Linked DNA regions of Danio rerio: region 2 is linked to region 1. A link is a contact called in public Micro-C data. All regions are on one chromosome and are shown on one strand. Each heading gives the region's core, a stretch centred on a gene start, on an enhancer-like site or on the middle of the called end of the contact. The rest is flanking DNA. Distances are from core to core; before and after follow the strand shown. Region 1 holds the start of pola2 (polymerase (DNA directed), alpha 2). Region 2 holds the start of skia (v-ski avian sarcoma viral oncogene homolog a).

Evidence for each region. A called contact is a pair of places that touch in the nucleus more often than the background predicts.
Region 2: a Micro-C map of caudal fin shows a contact between it and region 1, with 11 times the contacts expected there. The contact joins the promoter of skia here to the promoter of pola2 in region 1. A contact is called at or near these places in 6 of 18 Hi-C or Micro-C datasets (caudal fin, embryo, hematopoietic stem cells and 2 more) and 4 of 4 datasets of contacts at active chromatin or transcription factors (caudal fin, embryo, gastrula embryo and 1 more).

What each region holds. Positions count from the first base shown.
Region 1 is chr8:19,039,669-19,045,691 of GRCz12tu, reverse strand. It overlaps pola2 (polymerase (DNA directed), alpha 2), which reads left to right and starts at 2,923. Exons shown (of 19, transcript NM_199581.2): 1 at 2,923-3,022; 2 at 3,251-3,373; 3 at 4,509-4,633; 4 at 5,334-5,419; 5 at 5,510-5,567. The coding sequence starts at 3,292. dimt1l (DIM1 dimethyladenosine transferase 1-like (S. cerevisiae)) reads right to left here and starts at 2,837. Exons shown (of 12, transcript NM_001003556.3): 1 at 2,665-2,837; 2 at 945-1,018; 3 at 717-803; 4 at 564-625; 5 at 383-476. The coding sequence starts at 2,722.
Region 2 is chr8:19,371,511-19,377,533 of GRCz12tu, reverse strand. skia (v-ski avian sarcoma viral oncogene homolog a) reads left to right here and starts at 2,772. Exons shown (of 7, transcript NM_130935.3): 1 at 2,772-4,063. The coding sequence starts at 3,152.

The sequences.
Region 1 (6,023 bases), core at 1,674-4,173:
TCAGTAAAGAAACTATGCATATATTTTCTGGGATTTCTTGGCATTGTGAATCATATTTTAAATTTTGATTTATTCAAACAATGAGTAAAAGATTCTTGTAAAATAATGCATTAAATTTATGTCATCATATTTTTATCATCTTAATGCTGGTCATACACTGCAATTATATGGTCAAGAGTGAACAAGACCTGTTTTTTTCTTTATGGTTACAGAATGAAAAAAGAAAACGGCATGAGTTTGGCATGAAAACCACATCAGAGTAAGCAAGTTTAAGTATTTAAAATTCGCTTTGAGTACATGTTCAGTGCTGTACAGCAGATGTACTCAGAAATCAGATCTACAGCAACTAAAGAGATAAACAAAATAATAAACAAAACATTACCTGATAAGGCAGATTAGCCACGCAGACATCAAAAAAGGGGAGTTCTGTTTTGAGGACGTCCCCGATGAGGATCTGAAGTTTGTTCTGCATTGGACTGTTCAATAAAAAGGATTTTTCGATTAAGCATGTGCTAAGTTTGTTGTTGGGGTAGTGATGATAAAGTTGTATGAAAAGTACTTACGTGCACTGGACTCTTTTTTGAAGCTCAGCAACAAGCCTGGTGTCCAACTCACACGCAACCACCTTTAAGTAAAAAGTAAACAATGAAATAACGGTTGGTTGAGTTCCAATAATATTTAAATTAGAAAGAAAACATCCATTAAAAGCTACTTACTTTCTTGGCTTTCTCCAGAAGTTTGACAGTCATGTTACCTGTTCCAGGACCAACTTCCAGAACAACGTCTGTTGGTCGCAGCGCTGCCTGAAAAATACATTTTGTTAATAAATAAATATGCTGATTATGATGTGCTGTAACAGTATAGACGTGCACTGAGAAAGCTCATTCAGCCTTAAAAGGAAATAGACAAACAATCCAGAAAAACTCATAATCCCTATTACTGACCTTCTCTATGATGCCGTTGACAACCAAAGGGTTTTTCAAAATATGCTGACCGATACCAGTATTAAACATAATTCCTGAAATATGGAACATGGGTTAATGTAATCCAATATTGAACAAAAAAAGTCAAAAGTATTTTTTGAATGGGTGAGTGAGATTACTTAAGGTAAAGTTGTCTATATTCCCACATTCAGACTTTATAATTTCAGTAAAGTATTCTTTGCCAATTCTAAATAGTAAAATCATATTAGCAGCCAGTGACTATCAAAATACAACACTGTTTACAGTTAAATAAATAACACTAATGTTTTTTAAAAGTCACACTTACATGGAATTTCTCACTGAATATTCCAACTAGCATGTCACAAACTGTCACTATTCAAAAAAGAATGAATGTGTGAATATAAAACCAACTTTACCCCGATGTGAGACTAGATTCAACTTTATTGTCATTATACATGTACAAGTACAAGGCAACGAAATGCAGTTTAGGTCTAACCAGGAGTGTGACAGCAGCAAGTACAGGATATAGGTATACTTTATAAAGTGCAACTATAGAAAAACTATGGAGACATTTACAGATGGATGTACTATGAACATAACTGGTTGTATTAAATATGAACAGAGATTTACAATAGATGAATGTGCACAGGCTGCTATTAATAATCAGAAATATGCAGATATATACAGTTGAAGTTAGAGTTATTAGCCCCCTGTATTATTAGACCCTGTTTATTTTTTTTCCCAATTTCTGTTTAACAGAGATATTTTTTTCAACACATTTCTAATTATAAACATAATAGTTTAAATAACTAATTTCTAATAACTGATTTATTTTATCTTTGCCATGATCAAGGTAGATAATATTTTACAAGACATTTTTCAAGACACTTCTACACAGCATAAAGTATTATGTTAAATAGGTTTACTAGGCAGGTTAGAATAATTAGGCAAGTTATTGAATAACAATGGTTTGTTCGGTAGACTATTGGAAAAAATATATATAGCCTAAAGGGGCTAATAATATTAACCCCAAAATGTTTCTTTTTAATTAAAAGCTGCTTTTAATCTGGCTGAAATAAAACAAATGAGATTTTCTCTAGAAGAGAAAATATTATCAGACATGCTGTGAAATTTCCCTTGATCTGTTAAACATAATTTTTAAAACATTAAAAAAAAAGAAAATATATATAAAACTCTGATTTAAGCTGTGTGAACAATTACAAACGTATATGTGCAGTGGACATGTACAATTCAAGATGAATTAGTTCAACAAAGTGCAATGAATACGTATAAATATTAAATAGTGCAGTGTTTATGGGGAGTAAGACCGACTGTTTTGCTTTGGGACATCACTGTTGTGAGAAAACTGAATATACACAGTAAACATATAAATATACTGTACATTTCCTGGTTTAATTTATAAATGTTAACTGGTGTTTTAGAGGTGCAAATACTGTATAAAATAAGTCAAAACAACTGGGATTAATTTATATACATGAGATGAATGAAAGTAAACATTTTGGACCTAAAAATAGCTATAATGCCTCCTCTTCTGTTTTGGAGTAAGAAGTGACCAGGAAGTGTTACTAGCAAGTTCTAAAAGGTTTATATTATTTAAATTTTAAATATATTACAGGTTTAACTTTGATTATTATATCTATAAGGGGACATTTGATTAAATGGTTTGACAGCATGCAGTACTAAAACATTTCAAACCAACCTTGACTCTTCACCTCCTGGTGTGTTCGAGACTTCTTCTCGGCTTTAACCTTCGGCATTTTGACAAATAATATCAGCGACAGTGAAAAGTAAGATGTAAATCACAAAAATACTTATACGTTTACAGCACCACAAACACGTGTAGAAGCTACAGGGTTTATTCTGTTTCCTTTCAGCTGATCTGGGAGGAAATTCGGTTGCGGTTGACCTTGCGCTCCCTCTGCCGTTCTGGAGGAGACGTGCAGGAACCGGAAGTGACCTTTCAGTGGGTTTTGCGGGTAGTACATTTTCGCGGCAATCCGAACGTGATGCAAAGACTGCTGAGGAATATGACAGCTGATTTTGACGTTTAATAAAAGGTAATCTTGTCATACAAGTCATTAAAACGTGTTCATTAGGATTGTCTTATTTCGAACTTGCTGTTATGTTGAGTAAAACTGTTTATAAAGCTAAATAAGTGAATTCGCGAGAGCGCCATTGTGTTTACGTTAGTATTTAGTGAGAGACTTAACATTTCTGACTGTTATAAGTCCGTTTTAATAATTGTGTGGTGTGAATGTTTTTGAAAAACCTGTTTTCTTTTTTAGGAGGTTGTTTTTTTACATTTGAACATCAGAGGACAATAACAATGGCTTCAGTCACTGCAGAGGACATCAAGTCTGAGCTGGACACTTTCAACATAGCCTTCAACAATGACACCATCGACAAAAGTAAATGTCCAATCTATTCATTGTGTGTGATTTTAGTATTGTTGACATGATTTAATGCTCTAAAATATATGCATCTCTTAATTTTAAACACACAAATATACATGTATGTGGTTGTGTGTTTGTAGGCAAGTACTTACAAATACACATTGAGGTAAATTTGGTTTTATGTTCACACATTAGGACTTTCTCCTTAATAATAATAACTTCAGAAATTATTTATTGCAAAAAAAAAACTGAAATCATATTAGCAGCAAATGACTATCAAAGTACAACATTGTTTGGAGTCAAATAAATAGTACCAGTGTTGTTTTCAAGTCATGCTTACATGTGATTTTAGACTGAATATTCAAATTACCATGCAGAGTTTTCAACTAACCCAAGTGGTTAAGATATTTTCTTGCTCTGCCAATATTTTTACTGGCCCCACCCAAAAAAAAAATAATTGCTATTTTTTTTAGCCACACATTTTAAAGAATGTGTCAAAAATAATCTAAGATGTATATATTTTTAAAATGTATTGTGAGCAAAATTCAAAGTGTTATGCAAACAAATAGAGCAGTATGGAAAATGTGCCGGTGTTTTATTGCAGCTCTACATTATTTAACAAATGGTGGCTGACTTGCCAAACTGAAAACTAACTGTGCAAACATTACTTCATTTTTTTCGTTGTGTTGTATCCACATCTGCTACTAAGAATTTAGAAACAAACGTTTTCGTTTAGCCTCATAATTTTATGCTACCGCCTCGTCGCTGAGACCAGAAACAAAAAAAACATGCTCACAACATCTAGTCACATAAGAGGACCCGAAAAGCAATATGGTGTTTTTGATATCACAGAGAAGGTAGCATTTAAAGGCTTAACAGCACAAACTGTTTCTCGATTCTAAGACTGTATTTCGACGCAATTGACATTGTCGCAGGCAAATTAAACTTTAGTAAGCACTGGTACGATTGGGCCAGTAACAATCCTGTCTACTGTCCTGAGCATTTCACACGCTGGCCTGGGCCATCTTCTTGTTGAGCCCTGCCACGGTGAACAATAAAGGGAGCATGTCACAAGTTGTCACTGAACGAATGTGCGAAAAACTTTACCTCAATTAAATACACATGACTTTTGTTTTTTTTTCTATTGTAGTGTTGGAGCAGTGTTTTTGTCACAGGCTGACGGGTGAAGAAATTGTATTCGAGTGGTTTGCTTTTAGCTCCACCAGAAAGCAGCTGCCGCTCACTCTCGAAAACCTGGACCAGTTTGAACAAGAAGTTAGTAAAATGACATTAAAAACTCCAACTGAAATTCTGCAGTGCTTTGAGATGCCAAAAATAAGATCCACAATGTTTCTATGCTTCATTTGCTTTAGAGCTAAACAATACAGTATTCCTGTATATCTTTTCAGCATTGATATTGCAATGTGTGAATCCTCAGTCACATTACATAGATATGCAATGTTGAGTTGACTTTGCGGTGTAATTTATTTTTACATTTACATATACAAAACCATAAAGCTTGCACTGTTTATTACACCTTTTTTTGCTTTGTTGCATTTATCTATGCCTGTAGTGTACTACATTTTATGCGATTTACTCCCTTTTAAAATCATCCCAATCAAACAGATATAATACATTTGTTAACACTTTAGGGACCAATTCTCACTATTAACAAATTGCTTATTAGCATGCTTGTTGTTGATATATTGGCTTCTTATTAGTTCTTACAAACAACCACAATAACTATTAATAAGGAGCAAATTAGGTGTTTATTGAAGCAAAAGTCATAAGGGTTTGCTAAGAGTGAGAATTGAACCTTAAAATAGTGTGACCAAAAAACTATTTAGTCATTTGGTGGAACTGTATAGCATCAGTGTATCGCAATGTACATTACAGACAAATAAAATATTGCAATGTCAAATTTTTCTAGGATTGTGCAGCCCTAATTTGCATACTGCTTCTGCACTCCTTACAGGTACTGAACAAGAAGAAAAAGCCTAAAAGCACCTCAAAGGGAAGCCAAATAAACAAAACCAGAGACATCAACTCCATCCAGGAGCTGTATCCTCATAAAGCTCAACATAAAGATTAATGATTGTTTAATTTTTATTCATAAATGTTCAAAGTGATCTTCTTAACTGAGTCTTGCAGAATCAGAGCAGAGGAGGAAGAGGAGAACATGCTGGATTCCTATTCAACACCTGCCAAGGTGAGACTAAATAAAGACAGAATAATGAGGGAGACTTGTTGGAAATGTATGAAGATAGATAAAAATGCATGGTCTGCAAGTGTTTTTCAGTCACAGATTAACCTCCGGTTAAAGGTTACTGTGGCTATTTTAAATTTCATAAGGTTCCTTTTACAGCATTGATGATGTGATGTATTTAAATTATAATCAGTTAAACAGACGTAAGCATTCATTTAGTTGTTCAAGTGTAAAATTGATTGGTTCGCCAGGAGCAGCAGGCTAGTGCAGAAACTTAATTAAAATACTGGGGTAACATAAATTTCCATATTTTAAGACACCGCATGGAACAATGGAATTTAATGCAGTGCTTCTTGTCCAGTCTGAGACCCACTTTTTAATATATGAATCAGGCAGTGAAAATCATTAATTTTTACAGAAACCAGAATTTAAATGCAGTGATTTTTGTATTTGGATGAC
Region 2 (6,023 bases), core at 1,523-4,022, 330 kb before region 1:
AACAGGATTAACTGGCCTTTGTTAGTTAATTAATAAATCACACAAGATCTTTTGCTGAGGTTATAATGTGTTTATTTTCATAAAAGTTGAACATGACAGTGGAAAACAAGATGACAGGGTGGACACTGGCGTGTATTTTTATTTCAAACTGTCAATGAGCTCCATTATATGGACTTTAAAAGGATATCCTTTATATAGACTGAGACAGATATTGCTAAAAGGTTTGTTTTGTCCACTCATGTATTGCATCTACTGGTGTAGTATGTGTGTATAAGTGTTGTAACATAAAACATTAACTAACTGACAATAAAAATAAGTAAATAAATAGTGTCAATAACAATGTATACGTCCAACCTGTCAAGGAAGGATTTGTGACAGGGTGGAAAATGACAGGGAGGACATTTTTGGCTAAAGATAGTATTTATTCAACACATGTTATACCTGCAGCTGGCACAGTGGTTAAGCTCTTTGTACACAGTTTAAAATGTATATATTTTTTTTTCTGATTTTTTTAATATTAATTAATATTTCACTATGACAGGATGTTAAGCTTAACAACATTCCGTTTTAAACACAATATGAGGAAAAATAAGAAACATAAGTGTAGATAGTTACTGTGTGCACAGCAGATGTCTTAACATCCTCTGAAGAAAGGCAGAATGGGTATGCCAATGAGTACATCGGAGGCTTTCTTAAAGGGGCATTTACCACATCATGACAGGGTGGACAGCAATTTCAAGGACATGTGCAAAATGATTAATAATATGAACAAAATAAAAGTTATTAAAATGACTTAATTAATCAAATAACTTGTTAAAGACAATACGAATATTTAAAAATCTTTTTAAATTTTATCTTATTTACCTACTTTTTTGGCTCAATGTAGTTGCTGAGCAGTGTGTGGGACGTGGCAAAACCACACCCATTCAATGAAGGAATATGACAATAATTGACATAAACAGATTTCAAAACACTTATAATTCTACCTGCATGTGTGTCAATCAGTCTTTTTTGAAGTTTGTTCGAGTTTGGTGAACTGATGCAATGCATCAAGGCCATTTGTCCCACTGTAATCCACCTGCAGTAACGCACCAGCAGGGCTAGAGGGCACTACTGCAACAGATTACATTGATCTCCTGTTTACTGTTGGACTCAATCTAAAGAGAATTAATAATAAATCGCTGGCATATGAACAGCACTGTAGTGTCAAAGGAAATGTGCATGAAATAAGTCCCATAACCATCTACAGGCAGACATAACAGTCGTGCATTCACTGTTTCAAACTTTAAGAGACGAATATATAGGTCACAGAAAGGCAGTGCTGGATGTCTGTATGGCGTAAAGCCATCACTGAAAATTGCTGTACTAATTTAAAAGTGAATACTTGATATTTATGAAAAGAATGATGGTGTCATCCATATTAGCTTGTATAATAGCTGTGATTGACCTAATGATATTATTGGCAAAACATTACAGCTGTTTTGTCATATCATGCAAATGTTGTGAAATAGGCCATGTGTGTGTTTATTAGTCATGAAGCTCCAGGACTTTCCCAGTTCAGTCTGCTGTACTCAGTTTGAGTCTAGAAGGCTCAGGAAAACCAAAACTTACAAACTCAGACCGCAGCCAGTCTAAATTAGGGCGTCTGTTAGTTTCAGACTCCACCCATCAACCCACTGATTCAACATATACTGCCCTGCCTGCCTGCAAAACGCTCTTATTTCCTCCTTTCTGAGATTTCATTTACAGTCTACTAATGTACACTTCTACCAACCATCTGAAGTGTAATTGCAGCCGTGATTATTTTTTATGAGTAATAACAACCTGCAGTGATAAGTGGCTTTTCTGAACATTTTGACTTTAATTAATAAAGAAAGAAATAGTTGTAATTGAAATAACAGAAATGAATGTTTAAGTAAAATGAGTGGAAACAAAGATAAACGCATATGGAGAAATTATATATTTTTGTATTATTTTCATATACAATTATGTATTATATGATTAACTTAATCAATTATTTTTATAATTATGTAACTATTCTAATTATTATTCATGTGTTATTTTACTTTTATTATTCAAGTTAAAAGTGACAAATGAAACTTAGTAACCTATTCAGAGCAATTAATGTCAAATTTTATAACATGGTTATTACATATGTTATAACACTGTTATAAACACTTTCAATATATTTGATAAATGTAATACAATAGCAATGCAGAAACGTTTTCTTTCTTTCTTTCTTGTATTCTTTATTCGTTCCCCTTTTTTCTGTATAATCTATTTTAAGATTATTTGGTTTGAGTAAAATATCACAATCATTAAACAAAGCTTTGTTCAATAAATTTAAGAAATAATTAATAGCAGTGTATAAATAGTTGCAGTGCTATAATTAAAAAGTAATAAATATTTAATCCACAAATAAAAAAATAAAGTTGATGAATTACTATCCAAAAATAAGACAATACTTTAACAGTAAATTGTTTAAAAGTGTAAAAAAAAACTGTGTTAAGTACAGTGACCGTCTCTCTACAGCAGTGGGGAGTGAAGGATGGTTCTTGGAAGAGCCACAGTCTGCGGAGTCAGTCACATTCTTGGCTAGGATTCAATGACTGAGCCAGACACACACAAACACTGAGAGAGAGAGAGAGAGAGAGAGAGAGAGAGAGAGAGAGAGAGAGAGAGAGAGAGAGAGAGAGAGAGAGAGAGAGAGAGAGAGAGACTCTGCTGCTCACTGACTCACTCATACTGAACTGCAGGGGCAGAGGAGCGGAGGCGACGCGCCGTGTCCGGCTGCAGCGATCTCTACTCGCAGGCAAAAACACGGATTTAAAGTTTGCGGATTGTGTATTTGACTCGTGAAATTGACGTGGGACAAGTTCGGCCTTTCCGTGGGATAGTTCTGCTGCAACTTGCGCGCTTTTGCTCGTGTTACACTTGAGTTTTCTGTCTGTGGATATGGACAGAAGAGAGCCCGCTGCAGGGGAAGAAGACGCGCCGGTGGAAACCTTCGTCTGAGCGGGGATTTGATGAAGCCCTGTGGGCCTTCTTGTGCTTGTTTTCACGGACTTGGATTTAGAGACGCAGAACCAGGACCTTTGAGTCGCATTTCTTGCCCGACACTTGGTTTCAACGACAACGCGCTGCGCGAAACATGGAAACAGTAGCGCGACAGAGTTTCCAGCCTCACCCGGGACTGCAACAAACTCTCAAACAGTTTCACCTGAGCTCCATGATCTCCCTCGGAGGACCGGCCGCGTTCTCGGCCAGGTGGCAACACGATTTGCTCTTCAAGAAGGACGGTAAAGACATCCCGGAGCCCGTGCTGCACCTCCCCCCGATGCAGCCTCCTCCGGTGATGCCCGGGCCGCTCTTCATCCCGTCCGACCGCTCAACCGAGAGGTGCGAGACGGTCCTGGAGGGTGAGACCATCTCGTGCTTCGTGGTGGGCGGCGAGAAGCGCCTGTGCCTGCCGCAGATCCTCAACACGGTGCTGCGGGATTTCTCGCTCCAGCAGATCAACTCTGTGTGCGACGACCTGCACATCTACTGCTCGCGCTGCACCGCCGACCAGCTGGAGATCCTGAAGGTGATGGGCATCCTGCCGTTTGCCGCGCCGTCCTGCGGGCTCATCACCAAGACGGACGCGGAGCGGCTATGCAACGCGCTCATCTATGGGGGCACGTACCCGCCGCACTCCAAGAAGGAGCTGTACGGCTCTATTGAGCTGGAACTCACCGAGAAGAGCTTCAAGATCTACCACGAGTGCTTCGGGAAGTGTAAGGGTCTGCTGGTCCCGGAGCTCTACACAAGTCCCAACGCGCCCTGCATCCAATGCATGGACTGCAGGCTCATGTACCCGACCCATAAATTCGTGGTGCACAGTCACAAATCGCTGGAGAACAGGACTTGCCATTGGGGCTTTGACTCGGCCAACTGGAGGGCGTATGTGCTCCTGAGTCCGGATTACACGGGGAAAGAGGAGAAAGCGCGTCTGGAGCAGCTCCTGGATGACATTAAGGAGAAATTTGATTTCTCCAATAAATACAAGCGGAAAGCATCACAGGTGAGTCGATTTGTTGCGTTTTACGCTACATCCTCTCTTCTAGAAGTGTAACATTTTTTTTTTTTGGGGGGGGGGGGGGGGGGGGGGGGTCTCCTGCAAGTGTCAGAGGTCCATGACAAGCAGTTTTACTTTAACTTTTTAAAGTAAGCCAGTAGTGACTACCATCTTTTCCAGTTATATGAATAACTTTTCATTAGATACCTCTCCCTATTTAATTAATTTACTGTATTAAGTAATTAATTTCACTTAATAGATGTTATTGGAATTGGTGGTTCCATGAAGAAGCTTTAAAATGGTGTAAACTCTTATTACAAAAAAAAATTACAAAAAAAATTTGACACTAAGAAAACCCCCTCGTTCATTTTGAAGTGTGTGATTGTGCTTAATTCTATGCTGCTACTCAAATTGGTTATAGCTATTATTTTTTGCATCTGTGCACTATTCACTTCATTTCTAAACTATGTTTTCCATTCGTTACTGACACTTTTAAATGCTGTTCATCATGTATTGTTATTCATTTTGCTTTACTAGAAGTCATTGGGCTCATATGTGTGTCAGTTTTCAGAACAAATTGGATCGTATTCTAGTCATATCAGGAACTGGTGTTCAAGTTATTACTAAACATTCTTAATCTTACTTGTAGGGTTGTATATTACACAAAACCATGCAGCTATTCTGACTAGTCATCGCATCAAATAAGGAAGCAATTGAAACTTTAAGGACTGGCTTTCAGTGAAATTTAACCATATTCTATGCGGTGACTTTTAGATTACTCACTAGTAGTAAAAAAATAGATATTGTGAAAATGGCTTGCCATATATTCATTCGCCATCAGATGAATGCTTGGAAAGCAGCCAGGAGTGTCAGTACTTTGGTGACACAAACTTCAGTCTCGACAGTAAGTAGTTCTTTGGCAGACGTACAGTGCACTTCTTATAGGGACAGTCCCCTCGGCACAACCTGAGGTTAAGTGCTATTGCAATGTTCCTGAATCACCTCTGCCAGTATTCAAACCAACAATCTCACCGTTGGCAGACAAGATCTTTTAACCACTAAGCCACACCACCAGGGTGAAATTTGTATGTCTAAGGTTTTGCGTTGGCATATTCCAAGCAGTGTCAGCTTCCCTCCTTAGATGAGTGCTTGGAAATGAGCCAGGAGTGTCAGTTCTTTGGTGACCCAGTCTTCAGGCTCCAGAGACTATCATGATATTGGTTTCCCAGTCCAAATGTTACAACCCGATATCCAGGAGGTGGGAGGGGGTGGTGAGATGTGGATTCTGCCGTCAGACATCGGGATACAGTGGCAGTCACAGTGGCCTAAGTGTATTGCAATGAAATATTTAGTTTGACCAAGAAAAAAAAATAGAAATCACAGAAAGCATGTTTGCATACTGCATATAATTGACCAAAGACTAACCCTCAGTGCCGTGACCTCTGTCCCTTTGGCCTTTACAGTAGATACAGTGCTGCATGTGTAAACAAACAATCATTTAGAGCCATTAAAGGCCAGGGCGCTTGTAGTCTTCATCTTTCTCTCTCGGTCTGTCTAGTGCTTGTTTTTATCATTTCGTTCCTCCATCTGTCTCTCTCGAGCCCAGCATGACTTCCACATGTCCCACAGCAACGGCGTCATGTTATGGTAATTCAGAAATGGGTCGTTTAGCTATCACAGGTACTTGACAGTGGATGTGTTTTTAATGACTGAGCCATTGAGGGTGTAATCACAAGGCTGCTGAAGGGTGGGGGGGGGGGGGGGGGTAACGTTCTCAAGTTTGCTGCTTTGCAACACAAAGTTCATTTCTGGATGTTTTTGGCAGGAACAATGCGATTAAGCAGTCTCAGGCTGATTGTTTTATGTTTATCTGCTTTGGGTTGTCTTGGTCTCGGGTTACTCGCATGTGTGGTGGCTCTTCTTACCCCTGGGGCTTGAATGCTTGACTCTTATAGCAGACAGGGTC